2 separate regions of the Zea mays genome follow, and region 1 is linked to region 2. Evidence: chromatin contacts called from public Hi-C data. All regions are on one chromosome and are shown on one strand. The core of a region is the stretch at or near the end of the contact, and the rest is flanking DNA. Distances in the headings are between cores, read along the strand shown. Region 1 holds the start of LOC542103 (SET domain protein SDG117). Region 2 holds the start of LOC100193467.

The links. A called contact is a pair of places that touch in the nucleus more often than the background predicts.
Region 1: a Hi-C map of leaf shows a contact between it and region 2, with 4 times the contacts expected there. The contact joins the promoter of LOC542103 here to the promoter of LOC100193467 in region 2. A contact is called at or near these places in 5 of 25 Hi-C or Micro-C datasets (ear, endosperm, leaf and 1 more).

Annotation. Positions count from the first base shown.
Region 1 is chr4:166,035,657-166,042,774 of Zm-B73-REFERENCE-NAM-5.0, reverse strand. LOC542103 (SET domain protein SDG117) reads right to left here and starts at 4,104. Exons shown (of 12, transcript NM_001358411.1): 1 at 3,960-4,104; 2 at 1,995-2,934; 3 at 938-1,240; 4 at 756-866. The coding sequence starts at 2,810.
Region 2 is chr4:165,618,669-165,625,514 of Zm-B73-REFERENCE-NAM-5.0, reverse strand. It overlaps LOC100193467, which reads right to left and starts at 1,626. Exons shown (of 11, transcript NM_001138583.1): 1 at 1,448-1,626; 2 at 1,182-1,224; 3 at 893-1,019; 4 at 47-135. The coding sequence starts at 1,606.

The DNA of each region.
Region 1 (7,118 bases), core at 2,855-5,354, 410 kb before region 2:
ATCCCATTTAGCAAAAATGTAGAGCCAACATGTTGCAATGTTTCAAAAGAAACATAAAAAAGTATGCACGTGGTAAGCACAAAGTTAAATAGACTTGCAAAAGTTCAACCCCAAATTCATCTTTGATGTTGAGATTCAAAAAAAAGACAAGTGTCACGGCCAGCACAACTGCACAAGATGAACAGGGCTAGATTGGCTGCTTGTCTATTTTGGTTCTTGACATTTAAGACGATTTTGAAAGTGAATCAGCAGCCTTACTTAACTTTTGGTTAACTACATAAACAACTTTTTGATGAATTTCAGAAACACTGCAACATGATAAAATCACTAATGATGGAAATGCTAATTATCATTTCCAGGCTCTATTTCATGCTATGATAATTGTCTTACCAGAAGTCTGTGACACATCCTAGATCAAATGTGCAGAACAATGACTATGGTACATCCAGCAACAGATAAAGAAAAAAAAATGATGTATAGTAAGACTACAGACATAAATAGGCTACATAATTAACTGCCATTGAAGATAGCAAACATCAAGTACAGGTCACAAAGAGATAAACCACAGTCAAATAGTCACATGGAACACACTTCCGTGATACAATCAGGAAAAATGGGGGGGGGGGGGGGGGGGGGGGGGAGAAGTAAAAAAAAAGTAAGCAGTGCAAAGTAGCAAAACAGACATTGTACTTGCTTAAAAAAAGTGACATGACGCTCCACAAGATATCCACACAAAACAAGGTTCTCGGATTTACATTTTGAAATTTGAGGAGCATCTTCCCAAGATCAGTGTAATCTCTACAGCAAGATGCTTCCAGGGCAAATTCTTTCCATGTTGTAGCCTTCCGTGCATTATCAACTACAGCCTAATAAACATATAAATTGTGTCAACAAGTGAAGTCAAAGGCATAAGAAAACTTGTAAGAACATAACCAACCTCAATATGAAGCTCATCAATTAAATTTATCATTAAAATGGCAAGATTCTGTATGTTGAATCGTCGAGGAATGTTCAAATCCTTTACCAGCTTTCTCCATTTACGATGAGTTCCATTCACAAGTGGCAAAGGACATTCCTCTATTGGAAGAACAAGTAGCATGTCTACCCAAGAGTAAGTTTTTGTTCGTGGGAAGAAAACAACTATATAGGTCTTCCTGTCATGTGTTGGTTTTGCCCTTAGAGTAGGTAAAGGACAATCTGCTCTACAGCATCGGATTCCAGTTTGCCATTTTCCTCTCCACTGTTTTCACATGAAAAGGATAAAACACATTCACAGAGGAGGCATTAGAAAAAACAAAAACTTCTCTGCCACAAAAAAAACGTAGCAGAACTATATTAGGAATACTAGCAATCTTGTGGGTAGCTGTAGCTCAGTGAACAAAATTTCACCTTTTCCATTTTTGCAATAGTAAATTATACTAGAATCACCAATGTATCAAATATATTATCTTCATTATGCACAAAAAGAGAACATATTATTGCAGTACCTAAAGCTCAGTGTACAGAAACTAGTTATTTTGGTCCCAAGATACCCCTTCTTCTTTATATAAATACACAATATTTAGCTGAATAAACAGAAGAAAGCAAGGGTACCACTTTTAGGGGGACAATCCTTACATTACAAAATTCTATCCGAGTCATGAAACAAAAATGTTTAATAGGACATGGGACAGTATTCATTCTAAGATCATATATGAAAAGAAGCCTCGTCTAACCATTTTAGTTAAGGCTTCAACCTTCGATCTCAAGTTACCTTTTTTAGGACTAATAAAGAAAACGAGACTTTACATGGACCATTCAAGCATACCATTGTTTAACTGGAATAAAGCTACAACTAAGACTACAATTAGAAAATCATAACAGAGCTATGAGTTGGCCACCCCAATAATACATGGTGTACCTACTAAAACTAAATGCACAGATTCTGGAACCTGAAACATGACAAGTACTTGCTCATATAACCCCAAAACGAATTTAAATAAAGAAAAATGTACCTTCACCCAAAGTGCTACAGCATGATCCTCATCTCCAACATTCCCCATATTGAGCTCCTGCCCTTTATAATTGGTATCACCATTACAACTATTGTTATCCACATTATGGCCCATGTCATTCAAAGGGGAAACAGACTTCTTCTCTTCTTGTGGAGAAGATTTATTACGTACTAAATCAATACTGCAGGCTATTTCTGATAGATCTTGGAGCGTGCATTGCAATTCTTCCTGCCGTGCATGGCATCCTACCAAGTCAGTTTTGACTTCCTTACTTACAGCATCTACAATCCCATCTACTTTGCCACGATCCTCTGCTATTTTCTCCGCTTCACAAGGTGTGACGTCTCCATTGAGTCTGCATGGACTTGGTAATGACATTGTATTGGGAGAAGAATGTATCTCTTCCTGAGGATGATGCATATCCTTCTTACCAAAACTCTGTTTATTAAAGCTATAATCATCAGTTTGCAAGCCATTATAATTTCCAGCACTTAAATTTAACTGAAGTTTTACATCGGAGTAAGAACTGTCGCTATTCTTCTCTCTTAGTTCTGTCCCCTGAGATAAATCGCCCAAATTAAGAGATGAATTTTTGGAAGCAGAATCTAATACCCGATCCATGCCTGATTGACAAGCATCGCTAAGATCGACAGGGCTACATACTATTGTATCATCTTTTAGGTGGACATCAGAGCCTGCCCACCCATAATCATCATGTGAGACGGTCAGCTTCCTATCATAGGCGATTTGTGGTGTTTTATCCATAGCATTTTTCAACTTGCAGTCCATTTGCATAACAGGAGGGTCCATCAGCATTGCTTTGCCAGGATCTGGTCTACCAATCCTCTATGATTGAAAAGGCAGGTCTTCCAAAAGCAGTGCAGGAAGCCAGGAACTATCATCTACTAGCATGAAGCCCATAAAGACTGTTGACTTAGTTCTACATAGAAAAAGTAGGAAACTGTTGTTTAGAGTATATGCAGTGCTTCGAAAGAAAACAATTATAGAGGAAAAAGAAAAAACTAAAAATCACACAAAAAACTAACAGAGTTGCATTTGAAACAGAAAATAATATATGCAACTTATGATGATTTTTCTATTTAACAAATGTGTGGAGTGACAGCACTACCCATGCAAAAAAGGACAATATCCTCTCAAAATACACAGAAGAGTATTATCTTCTCCCATGCTAAACATGGTGTTCTTGAAAGTGCTATGCTAGGCAGACAACAGTTGTACCTACGTGATTAGGCAGGCGAAAATATTCACCAAGGCTGCTTACGTGGAAACTACACGAAAGAGGTGAGGCCTAGCGCCTAGGCAAACGTCTTTTGAAGCATGATGTGGAGTGAGAGGTTTGATTCAAGCGTTAAAAAGAAACAGGGAAAGTAGTGTATTCAACAGTTGGCATCACAAAATAAATAGCTGGTTATATATGACAGCCCTGTCACACAAATACACAGACTAGTAACGATCTCCCAGCAGGAACATAAAATATACTGGATTCGTTTGAATCTGACCCAAGCAATTTAACGAACATACCACATTTTGGCTTGTACCATGCAATTAAAGTCCATTTTAATTACATGCATGAAATCACAGTGCGACTCTCTCTCCTGGTCTAGCTACACCAAAATTTCAAGAGGGCACAGCATATGGTAAGCATGCAAAACTGTACAAAATGTAGTGCCATTTTCGTACGGATACCATGGCCATTAAATACATTTGTCATAAAACCCTAACTATATGTTTCAACGTGCAATAAAATTGTGCCAGTGAAAATAGAAACCCCGAGATGTTCGACGCGCCCATTAGGATCCATGAAGCGATTTCGGTTATGGATTGGGACCATAGGCTCGGCAGAATGCTCAACGGTCTTAGAAATCCCAACGAAGCTGAGCATGACCATGACCGATCCTTGGGGAGATGGAGACGAAACGGAAACTACCCTCCGTGACGACGCACCTCGAAGGAGGCGGTGCCAGCTCCCGCAACACACCGCGTTCCCCGGCTGCGGCGAGGACAGCAGGATTCGGCGGTGGCGACAGCAGGGCCCCGAGAACTCGGCGGAGGAACAGGTCGCCGAGACTCAGAGAACCGGACGAGAGACGCCAGCGGTGGCTCGCGACGGCCACGCGACGACGGGAGCCGCGGCGGGAGGCGGGGGTGGCGACGAAGGGTTTGCGACGTGCTGGGGAAGGAGATGGGGGAGGTGGGCGGCGTCCGCGATTCGCCCCTGGTAGTCCGGTGAAGGAAAACAGAGAAGAGAAAAAAATTAGAAAACTCGCCAATTGATTTCACCTCATCGGGATTAACCGTTTGGGCGCTTTGGACCTGCAAAACGGCTATTCAGCCCGGTCTAGCAAAGAGGGCCTGCAGGAATCCAACCAGAAAAGCAATATATGAAAGGATGGCCCAACTAGAATGAGCACAGTGCAGTCCATACAAATCTTCCCGTGTGAGAAGATGAGGTCCAACCACAGCTGGTAATGCGCACCGAATATTCGATATGAAAGCGGGTACGAGGTGATTTCTCTAATTGCGGATATGTTAATAGGCAAGAGTATTTACCTATTGAGGCAGACTGGTATAGATTGGTACTACTCATACTCGTCTATCCATGGGTAAAATATATCCGCATCAATACAACTATAACCATTTAATAGAGCTCATCTTAACAAATAAAACATTTTCTAGCTATCATTTGTCTAGCTACCAAATTATGTAATCATATGATTTGTTATATGTAGGGCTGGAAAAAAAGCTCGAGGCTCGCGAGCCGGCTCGGGCTCGATCAGGCTCGGCTCGGCTCGTTGAGGCTCGCGAGCCTAAACGAGCCCGAGCCGAGCCTAATTCCACGGCTCGCTACACTAACGAGCCGAGCCGAGCCGGCTCGGTGAGGCTCGCGAGCCGGCTCGAGGCTCGGTCCAAACTACTGCAACTATCACTTGTCAGTTGTCAGTTTGTTTATTAGTGTCCAGTCATCTAGATCCAGTGACCGGTGTGTTGTTTTGGTCACAACTCACAAGGAACTAGAGTGTATGGACATAATTTTTTATTATATAGAACATATTATGCTTCAAATTTGAACTAACGACTATAATTAACTTGAGTGTACAGGCTCGCGAGCCGAGCCGGCTCGCGAGCCTATATCGAGCCGAGCCGAGCCTTATTACCGAGCTCGCGAAGTGACCGAGCCGAGCCGAGCCTGGCTCGGCTCGGCTCGTTTCCAGCCCTAGTTATATGTGTGAAAGGGAAATAGGCTTACACCTTTTCCTAAATTGATTTTGGTGGTTGAATTGCCCAACACAAATAATTGGACTAACTAGTTTGCTCTAGATTATAAGTTCTACAGGTGCCAAAGGCTCACAACAAACAAATAAAAAGACCGAAAAAGGATTCAAATGTAAGAGAGCAAAGTCAACCGAAGTGTACCCTGGTCTGGTGCACCGGACTGTCCGGTGCACCAGGGACTCCAACTCCGAACTGCTCACCTTCGCGAATTCTGGAGGCCGCTCCGCTGTAATTCACCGGACTGTCCGGTGTAGCACCGGACAGTGTCTGGTGGCGCACCGGACTGTCCGGTGTGCCAGCAGAGCAACGACTACTTCGCGCCAACGGTCGTTTGCAGAACGCATTGAATGCACTACAGTGCGCGCCAGAGTCAGAGCAGAGACTGATGGCGCACCGGACAGTGAACAGTGCTTGTCCGGTGCACCACCGGACTGTCCGGTGCCCCAGAAGGCAGAAGCTCCAACGGTCAGAATCCAACGGCCAGGTGACGTGGCAGGCGCACCGGACTGTCCGGTGCGCCATGCGACAGCAGCCTCCACCAAACGGCTAGTTTGGTGGTTGGGGTTATAAATACCCCCAACCACCCACCATTCATTGTATCCAAGTTTTCCAGCTTCCTACACCTTACAAGAGCTATAGAATTCAATACAAGACACACCAAAGAGATCAAATCCTCTCCCAAGTCCTTAGTTCATTCCAAATCAAATAGTGACTAGAGAGAGAGAGTGACTTGTGTCCATTTGAGCTCTTACGCTTGGATTGCTTCTTTTTCTCATTCTTTCTTGAGATCAACTCAATTGTAACCGAGGCAAGAGACACCAATTGTGTGGTGGTCCTTGCGGGGACTTTGTGTCCCGTTTGATTGAGAAGAGAAGCTCACTCGGTCTAAGTGACCGTTTGAGAGAGGGAAAGGGTTGAAAGAGACCCGGTCTTTGTGACCACCTCAATGGGGAGTAGGTTTGCAAGAACCGAACCTCGGTAAAACAAATCCTTGTGTTTCACTCTTTATTTGCTTGCGATTTGTTTTTCACCCTCTCTCTCGGACTCGTTCATAATTCTAACGCTAACCCGGCTTGTAGTTGTGCTTAAGTTTATAAATTTCAGATTCGCCATATTCACCCCCCTCTAGGCGACTATCAATTGGTATCAAAGCCTGGTGCTTCATTAGAGCTTAACCGTTTGAAGTGATGTCGGGAGATCACGCCAAGAAGATGGTGATCGGCGGTGAGAAGTCCGCTACAAGCCACAGGAAGGCTCCATCAAGGGAGTCCGCCAACAAAAAGAAGGATGGATCCCCTTCACGCATTCGATCGCACAAGAGTGGCGAGAAGAAGAAGAAAATGAAGAAAGTGGTCTACTACGAGACCGATTCTTCCTCGCCCTCTACATCCAGATCTGACGCCGCGTCCGTCACTTCTAAGCGCCAAGAGCGCAAGAAGTATAGTAAGATCCCCCTACGCTATCCTCGCATTTCTAAGCATACTCCATTGCTTTCCGTCCCATTAGGCAAACCACCGACATTTGACGGTGAAGATCATTCTATGTGGAGTGATATGATGATATATCACCTAACCTCACTCCACAAAAGCATATGGGATGTTGTTGAGTTTGGTGTACAGGTACCATCCGTAGGGGATGAAGATTATGATGAGGACGAGGTGGCCCAAATCGTGCACTTCAACTCCCAAGCCACCACTATACTCCTCACCTCTCTAAGTCGAGAGGAGTATAACAAGGTGAGAGCACCTAGAGGGGGGTGAATATGTGATCCTGTAAAAATTTGAAACTTAAAGCCACAAACTTGATTAAGTGTTAGCACAATTAAATCAA
Region 2 (6,846 bases), core at 377-2,876:
AAAAAAAAAAGGCATATTAAATCTCTCAAGTAGAGAAGTAACAAACCAGGATTAACGCCAGTGTTCCCAATATGAGGATTGGTCATTAGGACAAACTGACCAGCATAACTTGGATCGGTCAAAATCTCCTGATAGCTGCAACCACAAATGTGCCATGTAAGTAACAATTCTTAGTCCTACCTAGAATTATGGTGCATAATCATCAACATAACTGCATCGACAAGTCATGTTCAATAGTACAGAAAGGTTTGTCGAGGAAGTGCAGCACTATGAATGTTAAAACTAGTACAATCTCTGTCAAACAATAAGCCAAAAAATCTAGCTATTATAACAAGCCTAACTTCTAACGACTTAACAATCTCTCTATCTCCACTTCTCCAGAGCCCAATGCCTCCGCTGAATATGATGAATAATATTATCTCCCCAGGTTGTCTCACCTCAATGAAGTTCTCCCGCTCACTCACCCCTCTTCTTGCAAGAACAACCAAAATTCAGCAATTGATCCCAAACAATTCTGTCACATCAAATTTGATGTAAACGGAAGCTTGTAACACTGAAATTTCCAGGTACAATGAGCTGACTGTAAGCTGGAACCAAATTTATAGTCATTTGTTTTCATTTGCTTCATATAACTATATGACTAAACTAAATCAATATGTGATACAGGTACAGTGAAATCGGGGAGGTTTGTTAGGTTACAGGAGTAAGTGCGCCCGCGCCCCAATCAAATATCTAAAGTCCTAGTATGAGGATTGCCTGTTTGACTGAGAAAACAAATAATAACCAACCAAGAGATGCGAAACATACCACCACTCAGATAAACAATAACCAAAAGACATGCAAAACATCGCCCCACTTAGACAAAAGCGTAACTCAGTCCAAAATGATTTACCCTGTCAGTGATGTGTTGAAAACAACTTCACCAACTTGTGTTCCTGAAGCACCAAAAGACTTGGCCGTCCACACTGATCCATCTTCCAGGACAAGACGAGCATCACTGAGCTTCCACGGCCTTTCCGCTGCATGGAGATTTCAAAAATAGTGAAACCAGAAATAATAGAGCTCTTAAATTGTAAGGTACATAATTGATGAATCGTGCTACAAAATCCCAAGCGCATACTCCACGTGCCGACTGCCGAATACAAAACTTGATATCTGAACAGCTAGTAAAGACAACCCACCTCCATCATCCGCAATGCAGGCCCTCTGCAGGCCAGTGGCAACCTGCATGGAAGAACACAGAACAGCTTAATCCCATAGGGGTAAAACAATCTGTGGCTTATAAATATGGGATTCAGAATCCCATGGGAGCATGGGATTTGGATGAGACGATTGCAAAGGTTTTTTTAAGCACCATACTCCACACAAACCAAACTAGTAAAGGAAGTCACTGGCGCTCAGTAGAGTAGCCAAATCTGCGGAAACGAAAATCTTGTCCGACGCTCACCTTGGCACGGATGCTGAGGACGCGGCTCCCACTTTGCCGGAGGCCAGTCGCAGGAGCCGAGAGGACAAACGAGCTGGAGCTCCGCTCGGCAGCCCAGCACGACTTGGCGACGGACAGACATCGGGCGGTCGCGGGAGCCGTGGCCGGAGGCGCCGCCATCGTAGAGTGCAGACTGAGGCAGGGACGGACCAATTTTTTCGCAAGGGGACTAGTTTTTAAGTGAGGGTTCGGGTGCAGGGGTTCGCACGGCGAGATAATTGCCATTATGGAAGAAGACAGAAGGGGTGGCGTTGGTGTTGGCTTCTCTGTTTTGGAGACGCAGCGGACAGACTATTTCTGATATGGACAACAAACAGAGATTTACGTCTGGCGTCAATATTAAATTCACTTCGTGCTCACGCCGTCAAAAACCTGGCGCCACTGTTTCTTGTTGACGCTGGCTGCTTTCCCATCTAGAAACCCTAGCCGCCGTTTCCTGTTCCTGCGGCCTGCTTCCCCAATCCAGGAACCTAGCGGCGGATGGGCTTTGGGGGGAAGAGCGGCGGCGAGCTGTCGTGGCCGTGGCAGTTCACGCCGTTCCAGAAGCTGAGCTTCTCCGTGGACCAGGTGGTGAGGAGCCTGGTGGACGCCAACATCATCGGCAAGGGCTGCTATGGCGTGGTGGTGCTGGAAGTGCTGACGGGGAAGCAGCCGATCGACCCGACGATCCCAGACGGCCTGCACGTGGTGGACTGGGTGCGGCGGTGCAGGGACCGCGCCGGCGTGCTCGATCCGGCGCTCCGGCGACGGTCGAGTTCAGAGGTGGAGGAGATGCTGCAGGTGATGGGAGTGGTGCTGCTGTGCGTGAGCGCGGCGCCGGACGACCGCCGGACGATGAAGGACGTGGCGGCCATGCTCAAGGAGATCTGATTCCGCAACGGAGAAGAAGACGACGCCAAACGACGTCTGAGCTCGGCGACGGTAAATGGTGAAAGGACACTAATATCTGTTGTGCAGCCCTAATTGAGTGTCTTGTATCCATTTTAGAGTTTGTCTGTCAGCTGCGTCTCCAAAACAGAGAAGCCAACGCCAACGCCTCCATTTCGTCGAAACCCCCTCTCTTCTTCCATAATGGCAATTATCTCTCGCACGGCAGGAAGAGAATACCTGATCTGTGTTCGTCGCCCGGTGAATAGGACTCACAAAATAATCCTTATAAATTAACTTAAAACGAAACCGAAATCATCCTTATAAATTTTGATTCATATTTCAGAAAACCAAAACAAATGAGATACTTTCTGTTCTAGATTAAAAAACTGAATTAACCGAAAACCGAAATATAATTGTCGGCGTTTCGAACCCGAGGGTTTCTGGACCGACGAGTAAATTGTCGCCGCGTGCCCCAGCCCAGATGGGTCGGCGCGAGACGGAGCGCGAAGGGGGAAGAAGCCGGAGGGGGACAGGCGTAAAAGGGGAAACCCGCGGCCTTCGTGTTTGTCCCGCGCTCAGGTCGGGTGCGCTTGCAGTAGGGGGTTACAAGCGTCCGCGCGGGAGGGAGCGAGAGGCCTAAGCGCGTGCCGTCCCGTCCTTCCCCGCGCGGCCAACCCTCTGTAAGAGGGCCCTGGACCTTCCTTTTATAGGCGTAAGGAGAGGATCCAGGTGTACAATGGGGGGTGTAGCAATGTGCTAACGTGTCTAGCAGAGAAGAGCTAGTGCCCTGAGTACATGCCATCGTGGCAGCCGGAGAGGTTTTGGCACCCGGTTTGTGTGGTGTCATGGCCGTCGGAGGAGCGCTGGAGCCTGGCAGAAGGACAGCTGTCGGGGTTGTCGAGTCCTTGCTGACGTCCCCTTGCTTCCGTAAGGGGGCTGAGAGCCGCCGTCGTCATAGAGCATGTGGGGCGCCATCATTACTTGTTTACCGGGGCGAGCCAGATGGGACGCCGGTCTTGTTCCCCGTAGCCTGAGTTAGCTTGAGGTAGGGTAATGATGGCGCCTCCTGTGACGTGGTCGGTCCGAGCCCTGGGTTGGGCGAGGTGGAGGCTCCTCCGAGGTCGAGGTCGAGTCTGTCTTCCGAGGCCGAGGTCGAGTCCGAGCCCCTGGATTGGGCGAGGCAGAGACCGTCGGCTGAGGCCAGGGCTGAGTCCGAGCCCTGGGGTCGGGCGATGCGGAGTTCGTCGTCTTCCGGGGCTGAGCCCGAGTCCGAGACCTGGGGTCGGGCGAAGCGGAGTTCGTCGTCTTCTGGGGCTGAGCCCGAGTCCGAGCCCTGGGGTCGGGTGATGCAAAGTTCGTCGTCTTCCGGGGCTGAGCCCGAGTCCGAGCCTTGGGGTCGGGCGATGCGGAGTTCGTCGTCTTCCGGGGCTGAGCCCGAGTCCGAGCCCTGGGGTCGGGCGATGCGGAGTTCGTCGTCTTCCGGGGCTGAGCCCGAGTCCGAGCCCTGGGGTCGGGCGATGCGGAGTTCGTCGTCTTCCGGGGCTGAGCCCGAGTCCGAGCCCTGGGGTCGGGCGATGCGGAGTTCGTCGTCTTCCGGGGCTGAGCCCGAGTCCGAGCCCTGAGGTCGGGCGATGTGGAGTTCGTCGTCTTCCGGGGCTGAGCCCGAGTCCGAGCCCTAGGGTCGGGCGATGCGGAGTTCGTCGTCTTCCGGGGCTGAGCCCGAGTCCGAGCCCTTCGGGCGATGCGGAGTTTCCTATGGCGCCTGAGGCCGAACTTGGCTGCTGTCAGCCTCACTCTGTCGAGTGGCACAGCAGTCAGAGCGGCGCAGGCGGCGCTGTCCTCTTGTCAGGCCGGTCAGTGGAGCGGCGAAGTGACTGCAGTCACTTCGGCTCTGTCGACTGAAGGGCGCGCGTTAGGATAAGGTGTCAGGCTACCTTTGCATTAAATGCTCCTGCGATACGGTCGGTCGGCGTGGCGACTTGGCCAAGGTTGCTTCTTGGCGAAGACTGGGCCTCGGGCGAGCCGAAGGTGTGTCCGTTGCTTGAGGGGGTCCTCAGGCGAGACGTGAATTCTCCGGGGTCGGCTGCCCTTGCCCGAGGCTGGGCTCGGGCGAGGCGAGATCGTGTCCCTTGAGTGGACCGAGCCTTGACTTAATTGTACCCATCAGGCCTTTGCAACTTTGTGCTGATGGGGGTTACCAGCTGAGTTTAGGAGTCTTGAGGGTACCCCTAATTATGGTCCCCGACAGTAGCCCCCGAGCCTCGAAGGGAGTGTTAATACTCGCTTGGAGGCTTTTGTCGCACTTTTTTGCAAGGGGACCGGCCTTTCTCGGTTGCGTTTTGTTCCGGTGGGTGCGCACGAGCGCACCCACCGGGTGTAGCCCCCGAGGCCTCGGAGGAGTGGTTTGACTCCTTCGAGGTCTTAATGCATTTCGTGATGCTTTGGCCGGTCTGGTTGTTCCCTCATGCGAGCTGGTCGTAGCCCGGGTGCACGGTCGGGTCCCAAGTTCTCGGGCTGGTATGTTGACGCTGTCAACGGTTTGGCCGGAGCCGGGTTTGCGAGAGCAGCCCCCGAGCCTCCGCACAGAGCGAGAGGACGGTCAAGGACAGACTCGACTTTTTTACATACGCCCCTGCGTCGCCTTTCCGCAAGGAGGAGGGGGGAAAAGCGCCATGTTGCCCTTGGAGGGCGCCGAACATGGTGTCTCCAGTGAGCTGCTAGCGGGTAATCCGAGTGGACGCCCGTGCCCCATTTGTTAGGGGTCGGCTAGAGGCCCGGAGGCGCGCTCCAAAAGTACCTGCGGGTGATTTGCCGGACCCGGTCCCCTTTTGACAGGGTCCGAGGGCTCGATGCCTCCCTCTGATGGGATTCCGTTACAAGATCGTTCCCGCTGGTCTCGGAAATGTCCTAGGGTACCTCAGGAGCGTAGCCCGAGCCTTGGTTATGTATCGAACGTACCCAGGGTCATCCCTCGCTCTGCGTCTGAGGCGGCTGTGAACCCTTCGAGGGCCAGGCTACGAACCCCTGATCAGTAGTGGGCGCGGAGCCCAAGTGGCCTGAGGCGGTCGTTGAACCCTTCCGAGGGGCCAGCCTTCGAACCTCTGACCAGTAGTGGGCGCGGAGCCCAAGCGCTCTGAGGCGACTGTTGAACCCCTCTAAGGGGCCAGCCTTCGAACCTCTAATCAGTAGGGGGGCTCGGGGCCCGTTTCCTTCGCGGAGAAGGATTCCTTTCGGGGTATCCCCCTTTCCCAGTCCGTGTTGTAAGAGAGAGAAAGAGGAAAAGGAAAAGGATACGAAATCGAATGACGTGGCGCACCTTTTTTGACGCGGTCATTATGGCGAAGGCGAAGCGTCGCCCGCTTCTCCTGCCAAAGGTGTCGCATGTCCCGCCGCGGAGTTAATGCGACGGGATGAGTGGTTCGCGGGGCAGCCGTTGCGCGTGCGCGAGCCGTTCGAGGCACGGGCGTTTCGCTTTGAGTTTTGAATCCCGCGGTGGGTTCGGGTGACTCGTTGAACGGGTCTCGCCTGGGTCTTTATATATTCAGGAGAGGGACCTGTGATGGTTTTTTGCTCTGCTACTTGCCTCCTTCTTAGGTTTTTGCAACCCGAGGGAATAGCCAGAGAAAAGGAAACCGCCCACCCAGTCCTCTCCGCCGCCACCTCCTCCGCTTGGTGATGGCCGACCGGGTGACCATTGTTCCGCCGCGCGATCCGTGGCCTTTCTCCACCGTCACGGCGGATGACCTGGAGGCCCTCGTCGCTGAGGGTTTACTTCGCCCTCTCTCCGATGAGAGGCAGCCGGAGTGGATGCCCCCAGAGCGGAGCCGCCCTGTCCCCGCCGTCGGGGTATGTCGTGAGCTTCGTCTCCTTTCACGAGCGGGGGTTCGGAGTGCCGGCGAGCCGTTTTATGCGGGCAATTCTGCATGTCTATGGGGTGGAGCTACACAACCTCAGCCCCAACTCCATCTCGCAAGCCGCCATCTTCGCGGCGGTTTGCGAAGGATACTTGGGGATTGACCCCCATTGGGACCTGTGGACTCATTTCTTCTTCGTGGAACTTTTTGCTTCGCCGACGGGGGAGAGAAGGGTCCGCACGGCAGTGCGGGCCGGTGGCTGCATCCTCCAGCTGAGGCAGGCGCGGGCGCCGCAGTATATCCCCGCCATCCTTGCGTCCTCGAACAAAGGGTGGCAGCACCGGTGGTTCTATCTCTGAAATGACGACGGGAGGCTCCCGTCGTTTTCTCAGCGAGTGGTGACCGCCGCCGCTGACGCCTGGCGCTACGGGACCCCGCACGACAGACAGAAGAATCTCCAGCCCCTTCTGAAGGCCCTGGAGGGGTTGCGGAAAGGAGGGCTCACCGCTGCGGGAGTAATTGCCGCCATTCATCGCTGAAGGGTGCTTCCCTTGACGGAGCGGCGGTTGCCGCTTTGGGAGATGACGCCGGAGGCCGACTTGGAGGGTTCGCGGATGTCCTCGGATCCCCTTCCCG